Regions from separate parts of the Sus scrofa genome. Here region 1 is linked to region 2. Evidence: chromatin contacts called from public Hi-C data. All regions are on one chromosome and are shown on one strand. The core of a region is the stretch at or near the end of the contact, and the rest is flanking DNA. Distances in the headings are between cores, read along the strand shown. Region 1 overlaps TTLL11 (tubulin polyglutamylase TTLL11). Region 2 overlaps DAB2IP (disabled homolog 2-interacting protein).

Region 1 (5,510 bases), core at 661-3,160, 270 kb after region 2:
TTGGGGTTAGTAGATGCAAACTATTACATTTAGAATGAATAAGCAATGAAGTCTTACTGTGTAGCACAGGGCACTATATCCAATCACCTGGGCTAGAGCATGATGGAAGATCATATGAGAAAAAGAATGTATATATATGTATGACTGAATCACTTTTCTATAAACTGACACAACATTGTAAATCAACTACACATTAATTAAAAATCAAAAATAAAAATAAAAATGGTGCTAGAGCAAAAAAAAAAAAATTGGAGTTCCCTGGTGGCCTAGTGGTTAAGGATCTGGTGTTGTCACAGGTTCAGATCACTGCTGTGGTTCAGGTTCAATCCTGAGCCTGCCCAGGGTACAGCCAAAAAAAAAAAAAAAAAAAAAATGGTGCTGGGCATGTACTGAGTGTTAGATATATTATCTTTTATTATCTTTTTTTGAGCAGTAGGGACTACTGTCAGATTTTCAGTTTATTAGCTATCATTTCTTAAATTCCCTACTTATAAGCTTTTTTAAAAATTGAGATATAATTCACATATAACGTTTGTACTAGCTGTAGATGTAGGACATAATGATTTGGTATTTGTACATATTGCAAAACGATCACCACAATAACTCTGGCTAACATCTGCCACCTTACATAGTTACGATTTTTTGTTCCCTTGAGATGAGAACTTTTTAAGACCTGCTCTCTCAGCAGCTTCTAAATATCCAATACCATAATACTAACGACAATCACCATGCTGTACATTATAACCCCAAGACTTAATTGTTTTATAATTGGAAGTTTGCACGTTTTGACCAACTTCACTTATCTTGCCCTAATTTTTTTTTGTTTTATTCTTAGTATCTTTTGCATACCTGCATGATATTGTTTTTAATACTATTACAAACAAAAGATTGGAGGTTCAGAGAAGTCAGGTGACCTGTGAGTCAAACAGTTAGGAAGTGATGAGTCAGAACATGAGGAAGGCAAAAATAGTAAACAGCAAGAGTGAGCGAGGCAGGAAAGTCTGAGATGACTTGGGGATCAAGGCCATGAACTTGGGCACTTGCTGCCCTAACTACCACTGGTACGGCCTGTCACCAGGTACCCCGGCTCAAGGTGGCCAGTGTGCTGCTGCTGCTGCTGGGTGAGAGTTCCAGTAGAGATCTGGATGGAAACCAACAAGCCAAGAAGCCAATCCCCTCTGAGAACCTGGCTGGGCAGCCAAGTGTCTGTGCAGGAAGGGCTGGTCATTTACATCAGCGAAGTGACAACAGGATCTCCTGCAAGCCCCAGGATTTCAACTGCTGGTTTACATTTCAAGGAGAAGCATGAAGGTGTTGACATGCAAGGAATTACCTCTACGTGCCTTTGATCGCCATGGGGCTCTGTGGGCATTCTAAATGAGTGTGAAGGTTGGAAGCCAGGCTGGGCTGAGTTTTACAAAGGAACTCCCACTGTGCCGCTGAAGGCCCGCTCTGTAAGCCACTTTTCTTTAAATAAACACTGTCTGTTTGCCTCCCAGCTATCTTTCAATGGTAGCAGGTGGCCACTGGACAACAGGACCTTTGGCTAAGCTCTCAGATGGGCTCACCAGCAATATTGGCCCAGTGCCCCCTTCTGACCTCAGTGGTCTCCTGTAAGGACACTTCCCTGCCTCCTTACAAGTCACAGAGGGGCGGCAGAGGCCCTTTAAGGGGGTTTGATCCCCTTTAATGCTCTGAACCAAGCATGGGCTCCAGCTCTCCCCAGTTCCCCAGAGTCCAGAAGAAACCAGACTCTAAAAGACTTTATTAATGACTCAGAGCAGAAGGGAAATAAACACGGAGAAGAACGACAAGATCATTCTGTTTACAGACACGCTCATCCCAGCATGACAGGGCTCTTCAGTGTGACTGTGGATGGCAGAAGACAGTGTTTTCCCATGACCTGGGAGCACAGCCAGATTCCTCGGAGGCTCAGCCAAGAGATCGCCTGACACTGACATGAGAAGGACCACCCTGTCTAGGGGATGCCTCACCTGACCCATCATGTCAGGACAGCGATGCTACAACCTCCACAGGACAGCATTTCAGGATCTCAGGATACAATCCCATAAACCAAACAGCCTAGCGAGACATGTGTAAGAAATAGTAGGGTATGTGTTACACTACAGCACCGATGCTGTCATCCATCAACTGAGGATTAGAATAAACCTCTCGGGTCCAGGATTTCCCACACTTGCATGGCCAGGGAATGCTTTAAAATTATAATGTACTTGGAAGACACCAGCAGAAATCACAAGTATAATAACGTGGACCAACTAAAAATTTCAATGTATAAGATATGGTGATGGGAGTTCCTGGCGTGGCACAGGAGAAACGAATCCAATTAGGAACCATGAGGTGGTGGGTTCGATCCCTGGCCTTGCTCAGTGGGTTAAGGATCTGGCATTGCCATGAGCTTGTGGTCACAGATGTGGCTCAGATCTGGTGTTGCTATGGCTGTGGTGTAGGCTGGCAGTTGTAGCTCCAATTCAACCCCTAGCCTGGGAACCTACATATGCCACAGGTGCAGTCCTAAAAAGCCAAAAAAAAAAAAAAAAAAAGAGAGAGAGAGACGGTGATGTGGTGACATTAGTCAAGGGTGACCTGAGTCGATATGTATGATGACATTAAGCACACAAAAGTTCATCGGAGAGACCACTTCCTTTCTACCTTCAACTTAATCCAAACAGGCAGGATTCTTTGTTAGGGTGTTGCTGGGATACTTTGGAAAGCATCCCGTGGTTATCTAACAGCGGTTAAGAGCAGCAGAGATAAGCCTGAGTGACTTTGATAAATCATTGTATTCTGAGCTGTAAGCCCTTTCTAAATATCTACAAGTTGCTTCAACTATGTCACCCAGTGGGAAGGAAAAGAACAAGAGGAAGAAACGACCATCTCTTGACATCAGTGTCGGGAGAGTGAGGAGTCAGAACAGCGTTCTTATTTAATCCTCTCTCTGTGTTCATCAGCCAGCAGCCCTATGGGGCAGAGTCGTGTCTGAATTTTAGAGAGGAGGGAACAAGGCTCAGAGGGTGCAGAAACAGTGCCAGGCCATACGCATAGCTGAGGACACTCTCAGTGTAAGCGTGGCCGGCTCCAGAACCCAGGTTTTCCCTCTAGACCACTTTGGAAACAGAAAGGAGGCTATTGAGCCTCCGCTCGTTTGTCTATACTTGCGTAGTACTTGCCTTCCGACCACACCAAAAGCTGTGTAAGGACAAGAACTACGTCCAGCAGCAAGTTTATCATAATAATCTCAGTGCCAAGTACAACACCAGAGACTGAGAGCTCAGGAGATGTGGACACAACTTTGAAATTTCTGAAAGGCTGTCATAGGGTCTAAGGGGAACGTAACACATCCATGGGACCAAGAGGGCCAGGCCAGGTCGCATCCAGGGGGACGGGACAGGAGGATGAGATACAGCTAGAAAGGTCTCAACTCAGGAATATTTTAAAATTTAGAGCAGTCTCAAGGGGAATGAACTGCCTAGAAAAATACTGCCCTTTTTTAAAAAAAAAAATTTTTGCTTTTTAGGGCCATACCTGTAGCAAATGGAAGTTCCCAGGCCAGGGGTCGAAGCAGAGCTGCAGCTGCCAGCCTACGCCACAGATGCAGCAATGCCAGATCCGAGCCTCATCTGTGACCTACACCACAGCTCACAGCAATGCCAGATCCCTCAACCCATTAAGGGAGGCCAGGGATTGAACCTGCATCCTCATGGATAATTAGTCAGGTTTGTTACCGCCAAGCTACAACAGGAAATCCCTTGACTTTTTTTTTTTTTTTTTGGCCGCACCCAAGACATGCAGAAGTTCCTGGGCCAGGGATCAAACACTCACCCACAGCAGTGACCCAAGCCACATCAGTGACAGTGTCAAACCCTTAACTGCTAGGCCACGAGGGAACTCAAAATTGCCCATTTTAGGCAGAGACCTTCCTCCCTTGCGTGGACACCCTCCCAGCGTGCTCGCTCTGACCTCCCAGGGCAGTAGGCTGGAGCTGCTTCCCCCACCACCAGGGGAGCAGATTGGCGTCGTCCTCGTTCCGAAAGTAAGGTGGGAATCAAGGAAACTGTAACGTTAGACGCAACTCTGGAAAGTTAAAAATCAAACGCCTTCAGGCAATGTAACAGGATTTGTGTTTCTGAAGGAAGAGAGATGAAAATGTTTCTGTTTCCTATAGATGGATCCACGGTTCTCAGGGAGGCTGGTACTGCCACCTAGGGAGGGCTCTGGAAATTTCTGGGAGGATTTCTGCTCATCACAGTGAATGGAGAGTATTTGGTGGGCGGACTAACTGCAATGCGCTGGGCAGTCGTGGAGTGAGAAACCTATTAATAGCTAACACGAAGACCGCCCCCAACTCCACGTCAAATGCAAACATAAAGAATTTTCTACATAATTTAAACTGAGCATCAGAATTCTCCAGGGATGCAACAGCCATGCCAACAGAGAGAAAATTACACTTTGCCCTTTTTTTCCTGGAATTTTCTTAAGAGCTGTTCAAAATTTCAAAGGTGGCACATCACTGATGACATGATGGCTTATGGTATCTGAGTCGCCCACACCATGTGCAGTGATTACATATGAAAATTAGCTTGAAATATCAAAAATAAAGAAATGTCTAGGGAGTTCCCGTCGTGGCGCAGTGGTTAACGAATCCGACTAGAACCATGAGGTTGCGGGTTCGGTCCCTGCCCTTGCTCAGTGGGTTAACGATCCAGCGTTGCCGTGAGCTATGGTGTAGGTTGCAGACGCGGCTTGGATCCTGCGTTGTTGTGGCTCTGGCGTAGGCTGGCAGCTACAGCTCCAATTCGACCCCTAGCCTGGGAACCTCCATAAGTCATGGGAGCGGCCCAAGAAATGGCAAAAAGACACACAAAAAAAAAAAAAAAAAAAGAAATGTCTATGTATATATATACATATGACATATATATGTATGTGTATATATTTTATAGAGATAGAGAGGCCATAATGTTTAATCAAATTGTCTTACTTTTCATATGTCCAAATTTATTCATTTCAGGTGGGTGCAGGCCTTTGGCCACTTCATTATGTCTTTTGGTGCGACACTGCCAGAGTATTTGCTTATTGAAACATAGAACATAAAGCACTTTTTCCTAATTTCTCTTCTAGGGAATATTTGGGATGAATTTGTTTGTCTTTTACCCTGTGTATAGGGTTTATTTTTGTTTCATTTCAGGATAGTGAGGAGAATGTCACAAGACATTTTTTATAAAAGGAGAAGAGTGCTGGAATGCCAGCCCTGTGGCGAGAGCACTGGAATGCCAGCCCTGTGGCAATGAGCGCACTTGGCCCCCACCGTAGAAATTAGGGCTTTGTGGGGATGTGGGCGATTGCAAGGCTGGGGCAGAGAACATACAAAGAAAAGCCTGGAACATCTCATTGGGGCAAAAGGAAGAGGGTGCTCAAAAGAGGGGCAGGGACTGCTAAAAGGACCCAGGGCTCCACTGGCCAAATCTTAGAGATTTTGAACATCAAAATAAATA
Region 2 (6,341 bases), core at 2,819-5,318:
TGTAGGCGCCAGGGAGCCAGAGGGACAAGGCCCTGCTCTGACAGCTCACCTGTCCGAAGGAGCTGGTGCTCATGTTACAGGCTCGGGAACAGGCCCAGCAGGGGCTTGTGTGGGTGCCTGGACACCGGGCAGGAGTCCTGCTGGGACACAGCAAAGGAGGAGGACGGCGCTTTAAATAGAGCAGAGGGCTGCAGGCCCCTGGCCCGGAAAGGAGACAGGTGTGCAGTGTGGGCTGCTCACACAGGACTGTACTCAGGGCCAGAAGGTAACAACCAGGCACCCGCTGCTCCTGACTGTCCAGGGGACTGTGCCGCCAGTCCCAAGCAGTGGCTTTATTTTCACAACCGGAGCTGCCCAGATAGTCTCCAGCTTAATACCTGCTTCCCCGTCTCCACCCAAGTCACTCTCCTGACCCCACTCCCACCCCAACCCCCAGCCATACCTTGTTTCTTTGCTCATGTGCTTTCCCATCATCCTGCTCTTAGGCCTGTGTTTGGCTTCCCTCTGTGGCCACCTTCACGTCACAGATGCGGTCAGCTCACCCCTCTCAGGCACCCTTGCTCACATCAGGAGCCCTGATTCCATGAGAATGGAGTTGTGCTGTGTCCAGGTCTGCTTCCTGCACACACTGTAAGCACCCTAGGGGCAAGCTGATGCAGCATCTCAGAGCTAGGCACACAAAAGGGCCTAGGAATGGTTTGCTGCTCCCGAAGGACAGGCCCAGGCAGGCCTTCTGGGGGAGTGACGGCCTTGAGTGGGGGCAGAGGGAATGGCCAGAGTCAGGCAGTGGGGCCGGCGCCCCCCGGCCCAGGTCCCTCTGCCCCATTGTGGCCCCTTGGGCCGATCCAGAAATGACCCCTGGTATCAGGCAATCAGGGAGCCTGAACTCTGGAACACACTCCCCCCTGGGCTGGGTAGCACTCTCACCCTCTGCCCTGATGTTCCTGGGGCGGCCAGTGGCCATGCAATGAGACGTGTGCCCGCACAGTGCTCGTCCATCTCCTCTTTGTGACGTCTGCACAGGCCCAGGGACACCTCTCAGTTCTGAACAAGGCCATCAGTAGATGTCATCGCTCAGTGCCTACCCCTGCCCAATCTTGCACCAGGTGCTTCCAGGGCCAGGACTAAAGGTCACCTGCCCTCACTTCTCTCGAGCCACGTCACTGTTGGTTCAGCCTCATTCACGGCCTGAGTCTGGGTGCTCGGCTTGTGGGACAAAAGCTTTTCAGGGTTACCATGGCCAAGGGTCTCGGCCTTAAGATAGCTCTTCCTCATTCTCAGCCTGTGGGTGAGGAACCTGAAGCCAAGAGTGGCCAGGCCTGGGACCGAGCACCCTGGGCTAGTGACAGTGCCAGGTATAGGCTGGGTTCAGGGAGCACACATCCTCTAGGGTGAAAAGATAGGAAGGTTGCCCTGTCGGCCTCACTGTGGTGGGGGTGGGGTTGTGCCCATGGAGAGGGCCCCCAGCCGGGTCTGAGAACCCTGTCCACACCTGCCGGTGGGAGGCGCGCCTTATTTCCCTCTCCGTGGAGAAAGCGCAGAGCTGTGGTCTCACTCTGTGGTTCTGATCCTCCCATCTTTCTGGTCTCACTGCGAGCTCTGCTGAAAACCTCTGATTCCTGTGACATCATTTGCCTGAAGGGAGTATGTCTCAGAAGCCAGGGATGGGGACCAAGGGGCAGTGGTCTCTTCCCGCCGTGGTTCCCTCACTCTCCTCTAGATCCAGGTGCCTGCCCTGTGGGAGGAGGGTGAAGCTCCCTGGGATTGGCTTCCCCTCTGGCTCCACTGCGCCTGTGTCCCACTCCACTGGCCTGGGTGTCTGCACTCGCCGAGCATCCGCCCTGTGCTCTTCCTGTGCCCTGAGGATGGCCGGAGGAGTGCAGTGGGCTCAGAACTCCAGTGGCAGGCCGAGGGCACACAGCCGTCAGGGTTCCATTGGACCCGGACCAGGTCCCTGCTTTGCACCCTGTGGTGCTGGCGCCCTCCTGATACCTCATCTGTCCTGCGCAGCGTCTTCCCGCGGGAGCTGAAGGAGGTGTTTGCCTCATGGAGACAGGAATGCAGCAGCCGCGGCCGGCCCGACATCAGCGAGCGGCTCATCAGTGCCTCCCTGTTTCTGCGCTTCCTCTGCCCGGCCATTATGTCGCCCTCGCTCTTCCACCTGCTGCAGGAGTACCCCGACGACCGCACTGCCCGCACCCTCACCCTCATCGCCAAGGTCACCCAGAACCTCGCCAACTTCGCCAAGTGAGTGCCTCATGCCGCCTTGGCAGAGCCGGGGCACAGACTGGAGCCCATGGTGGGGTCTGTCCCAGAGCTGGACTGTGCCACAGGCCCGGCTTTAGTCCCTGCCACCCTCATTCCTTTTCATTTCGGTATGTTTCCTTAATTTTCAAAGGTGAGAAGACAAGATATTTTTTCCTTCTGCTTCTTTGCATGAACATTTGATCATAAGGATTCTCCCATGTACTTAACATTCACAAGCTTCATTTTGAAGTGAGTGGCTAACGTCCCTTCCCGGGAGAAGGGCCCTTGTCTCCCTAACCCGTCCCCTGTGGTCGGGCTCTCGGCTTGTTTCCAACTGTCCTTGTCCAATGCTGCCAAGGACGTCTTTGCTCATGAAGCACCTGTGTTCCCACTGCCCCTTGAAGCCAGTGGGTGAGAACAGAAGGGTCGGGTCAACCAGTCGCTCTCATGAGGTGTGGAGACATGCTGGGCTGTGACTCACACCTGGTCCCCTCCCTGTTGGAGCCGGCATGTCAACAGAGGAGAGAGCCGTGACGGAGAGGGACCCGGCCTCGTAGGAGGTCCTAAGCTTCCCCGGAGAGGAAAGAGGGTGGTCTCTTAGAAGACGAGCTCCCCCAGCTGCGTGTTAGGGCGAAAGGCAGCAGGAACAGAGGCAGGCAGGCCCGGGAGGGCTGTGTACAGGAGGCACTGGGCACCATACGTGTTCTGAATTGTCAGGTGCCTGCTGGGGGGAGGGGCAGATGAGACCCAAGGGGACAGCAGGGACTTGAAGGACATTGGGAGCTGCCAGAGGGCTTTGAGCAAGGGGAGAAGATGACCCTCACCTGTCCTGGGTCCTGCAGAGGTCAGCCTGGCAGCAGTGGGGCAGGGGAGGTAGAAGGAGCGGGACTGGCAGCCAGGAGGCTGGGAGGAGAGCAAAGCTGTGGTTCCCGTAAAAGCACAGCGGCGGCAGTATTAGGTCAGGGTGGCCGCAGGGTCAGGGTGATTAGAAGATAAATTCGGCCAGTTGTGGGGGAGGAGGAAGGAGGAGTTGACTGACCACCGCCAGGCTTGTAGCATCTACACTGGGGATAGCGAGTCCTAGAGGAGGGGGCCAGTGCGGGGTGACGGGGGCGACCTCAGGTCTGCCCAAGCTGAGGACACAGGGAGGTGCCCACGGAGTACGTGTCTGAAAGCTGAGCAGAGAGACCTGGCCAGGCCTGGATTGAGAGCCATCTGCCCCCAGGCCGTTGACCATCGGGGGAAGAGGATGGAGACTGTGACCGGCAGCGAATGGGGAGCGAGGGCCGCGGAGCATTCCAGGTCCCATGAGGAAGGAGGACCCCAAGTCAGAGTGGACTAGTTGGCTGGGGAGCGAATGGCGGGGAGGGGTGGGAGCTGAGGAGGTGAGGGTCTCAGAGAAGGGGCTTCCTGGGCGGGGCCCAGGGCGCTTAGCCTGTCTGCTCCACTTCCAGATTTGGCAGCAAGGAGGAGTACATGTCGTTCATGAACCAGTTCCTGGAGCACGAGTGGACCAACATGCAGCGCTTCCTGCTGGAGATCTCCAACCCGGAGACCATCTCCAACACAGCTGGCTTCGAGGGCTACATCGACCTGGGCCGTGAGCTCTCCAGCCTGCACTCGCTGCTCTGGGAGGCCGTCAGCCAGCTGGAGCAGGTGCCTATCCGCACAGGGCCGAGACAGGGCAGAGGGGGCGCTGGAGGCTGCGCCTCCTCCCACAGCGTAACCACAGAGGTCAGAGGGGTCACCTGTGTGGCGTGGATCAGCAGCCCTGCCCGAGCCCTGTCGGCAGACACCAGGGGATCTTGGGGCCACTTCCTTGGAGGGGGCGCTATGTCCACTCGCCCGGAGAGCCCACTCTGTGTGCTGGGGCTGCAGCTGTGTCTGCACGCACACTGCATCACGTGGGTGGAGTCCACGGGTGAAGGTGTGCTCCCTACCTGTAAGAAATGTGATCGAATTTAGCTGCTTCTCCGAAAATGTCTTTGCTCTGGGTTTTAAGTTCGCTGATATGAAAAAGATAGACTCTGAAGATACTGCACCTCAACATGTCAGGCAGGATATTACAAACCTTTCCAGAACTGCCCTTGACCATCAGCTGAAATGGTTATTTCCTAGACCCCCCGACCTTGCTGCAGCCACCTGGAGGGGAGCCTCTGTGGCCTGGGGCTCCACTACCCCCAGTGGCCCCAGCCCACACCCAACAGGTTCTTGGCAGCAAGGGCTGGGCCTCCCAGGATCCACATCCAGAGCATCTGTTGCTTCCCAGGGCTCTGAGATCATCTTACAAAAGTAGCTACTGCTGAGGCAGGGCTGGAAGGCTCCCTACTCCTGTCCCATCCCTACAGGTGACCACTCAGGGCTCTCTGGTGTTCAGCCTTCTGGATATATCTGTGCATATGTTAAGTACACATAGGCAGAGTTCTTTCCCTTTTTGTTAAAGGGAGAACTGTGCGTGCCATGTGCATTTCTCACTTCTCTGTTGTGGGCGTCTTTCCACCACAGTACATGCTGCATCTTCACTGTGACCTTTCTAATGGCCACAGGCTGTCCAGTCATATGACTGCACCGTTTATGTCTCTGGACACTCAGATCAGTCCCAGCTTTTTCACTACAAACAGATGCTGTTGCAGTCATTTCTGTTCCTTTATGTCTGTTGCCCTTTGGCTGCAAGAGACCCAGGAGGGAGAAATGGAAATGAGGTCAAGTCCCTTTCCTCCACTGCTGCCAGCACTGGTCACTCTGCTGTCACCACTTAGCCCCTGTGCCAGCCACCGTCCTCCATATCTGTGTGGCCAGGCAAGAGGTAGGGAAGACGGTCAGCAGCCGTCACAGCTGACAGCGTTGAAGCAGAATTTAAAATTGAGCTGTTGGCCGCTCACGTCTCTTCTCTTTTGACCATGTGAGTTATTTCTTTTTGCACAAAACCCTAGGTGGAAGCCGGGCGTTAAGCAGGTGAAGGCAGAGTCCCTTTTCCCCGGCCTAGAACCTTTAGCACCACAGTCTGAACCAGGGCAGTGAGGTTCAGATGAGCCCAGTCACTACGCTGTGCCTGACCAGCCATTTGTAATCTGTCTAGTGGTGCCTGCTCCATGCCTGGGCCATCGCCATGGGGACTCAGGTGTTAAGGTGGGTCCAGCCCACCCTGTGGAGTAGGTGACTTGATGGGGCAGTGTCCCAGAAGCCTCTCCAGTGGGAGGTGTAGGTGGGGAACTTCTGGGGTCCCCCGTGGCCTTTCCTCTCTGGGACCAGTGAGGGTGGAGGGTTTGGACAAGGTGAGCATTTCTCCCCGTGGACCTCCCGTCTTGTCCCAGAAATGTCTGAGGAACTGGTAGGAATGTAATTTGAGGCTCATTCCCCGCTTCCCAGACCTGCTGGATTTGACTGCAGGGCAGGGCGGCGGGCCTGCATTTCTGACGACTCAGCACTTTCGAACACAGTGGCTGCAGTGGATCACACCTGCCTGTTGCTCTGTCTTTGCAGAGCATTGTATCCAAACTGGGGCCTCTGCCACGAATCCTAAGGGACGTCCACACAGCGTTGAGCACCCCAGGCAGTGGGCAGCTCACAGGGACCAACGACTTGGCCTCCACGCCTGGCTCTGGCAGCAGCAGCATCTCAGCTGGACTTCAGAAGATGGTGATTGAGAACGATCTCTCTGGGTAAGAATTGTCAGGCACGCCTCGAGTTGTGGGGTTTACCGGTAAGCCCATCTGCGTTCTCATTTGGGGAGGAGGATACCTCCACAGGTGTTTATAAAACAAGCCGGATGAGACTCACTGTGTTCTGCAGGCCCTAAGTGATGTTCAAATAGTGAACTTCTATTTGGGAAAAATCAGAGAAGGCTTCCTGGAGGAGGTGGTGCTACAGTTTTGAGCTTTTTTGGAAAAGTAACATTTCCATTAGTAGAAAAGACATTCTAGGTATAGGGACCAGCACAAACAAAGCCTAGAGAAACGACACCTTCTGTTGAAGAACAATTACGGTTCCCCACCACTTGTGCATCACTGGTTTGTGAGTTAAAAATACCTGTTTCCTCATATTTCCTATACGTGAATCATAATCGCCACAAGTGGTGCACAAGGGTATATGTT

The links. Hi-C and Micro-C count contacts between places; a contact is called where the count stands out from the background.
Region 1: a Hi-C map of skeletal muscle shows a contact between it and region 2, with 2.9 times the contacts expected there. The contact joins two enhancer-like sites. A contact is called at or near these places in 2 of 47 Hi-C or Micro-C datasets (embryonic fibroblasts and skeletal muscle) and 1 of 2 datasets of contacts at active chromatin or transcription factors (skeletal muscle).

The regions. Positions count from the first base shown.
Region 1 is chr1:262,109,746-262,115,255 of Sscrofa11.1, forward strand. All of the region lies in intron 4 of TTLL11 (tubulin polyglutamylase TTLL11), which reads right to left. Among named protein-coding and RNA genes, the nearest start is that of TTLL11, 92 kb to the right of the region's middle. Within about 2 kb of position 1,911, at least 16 of the 83 cell types and tissues checked have an H3K27ac peak or open chromatin away from gene starts, as enhancers often do. A contact at or near this core is called in skeletal muscle, where this site is marked.
Region 2 is chr1:261,839,208-261,845,548 of Sscrofa11.1, forward strand. DAB2IP (disabled homolog 2-interacting protein) reads left to right here. Exons shown (of 18, transcript XM_003353636.5): 10 at 2,011-2,247; 11 at 3,702-3,903; 12 at 5,731-5,909. Among named protein-coding and RNA genes, the nearest start is that of DAB2IP, 110 kb to the left of the region's middle. Within about 2 kb of position 4,069, at least 1 of the 83 cell types and tissues checked has an H3K27ac peak or open chromatin away from gene starts, as enhancers often do. A contact at or near this core is called in skeletal muscle, where this site is marked.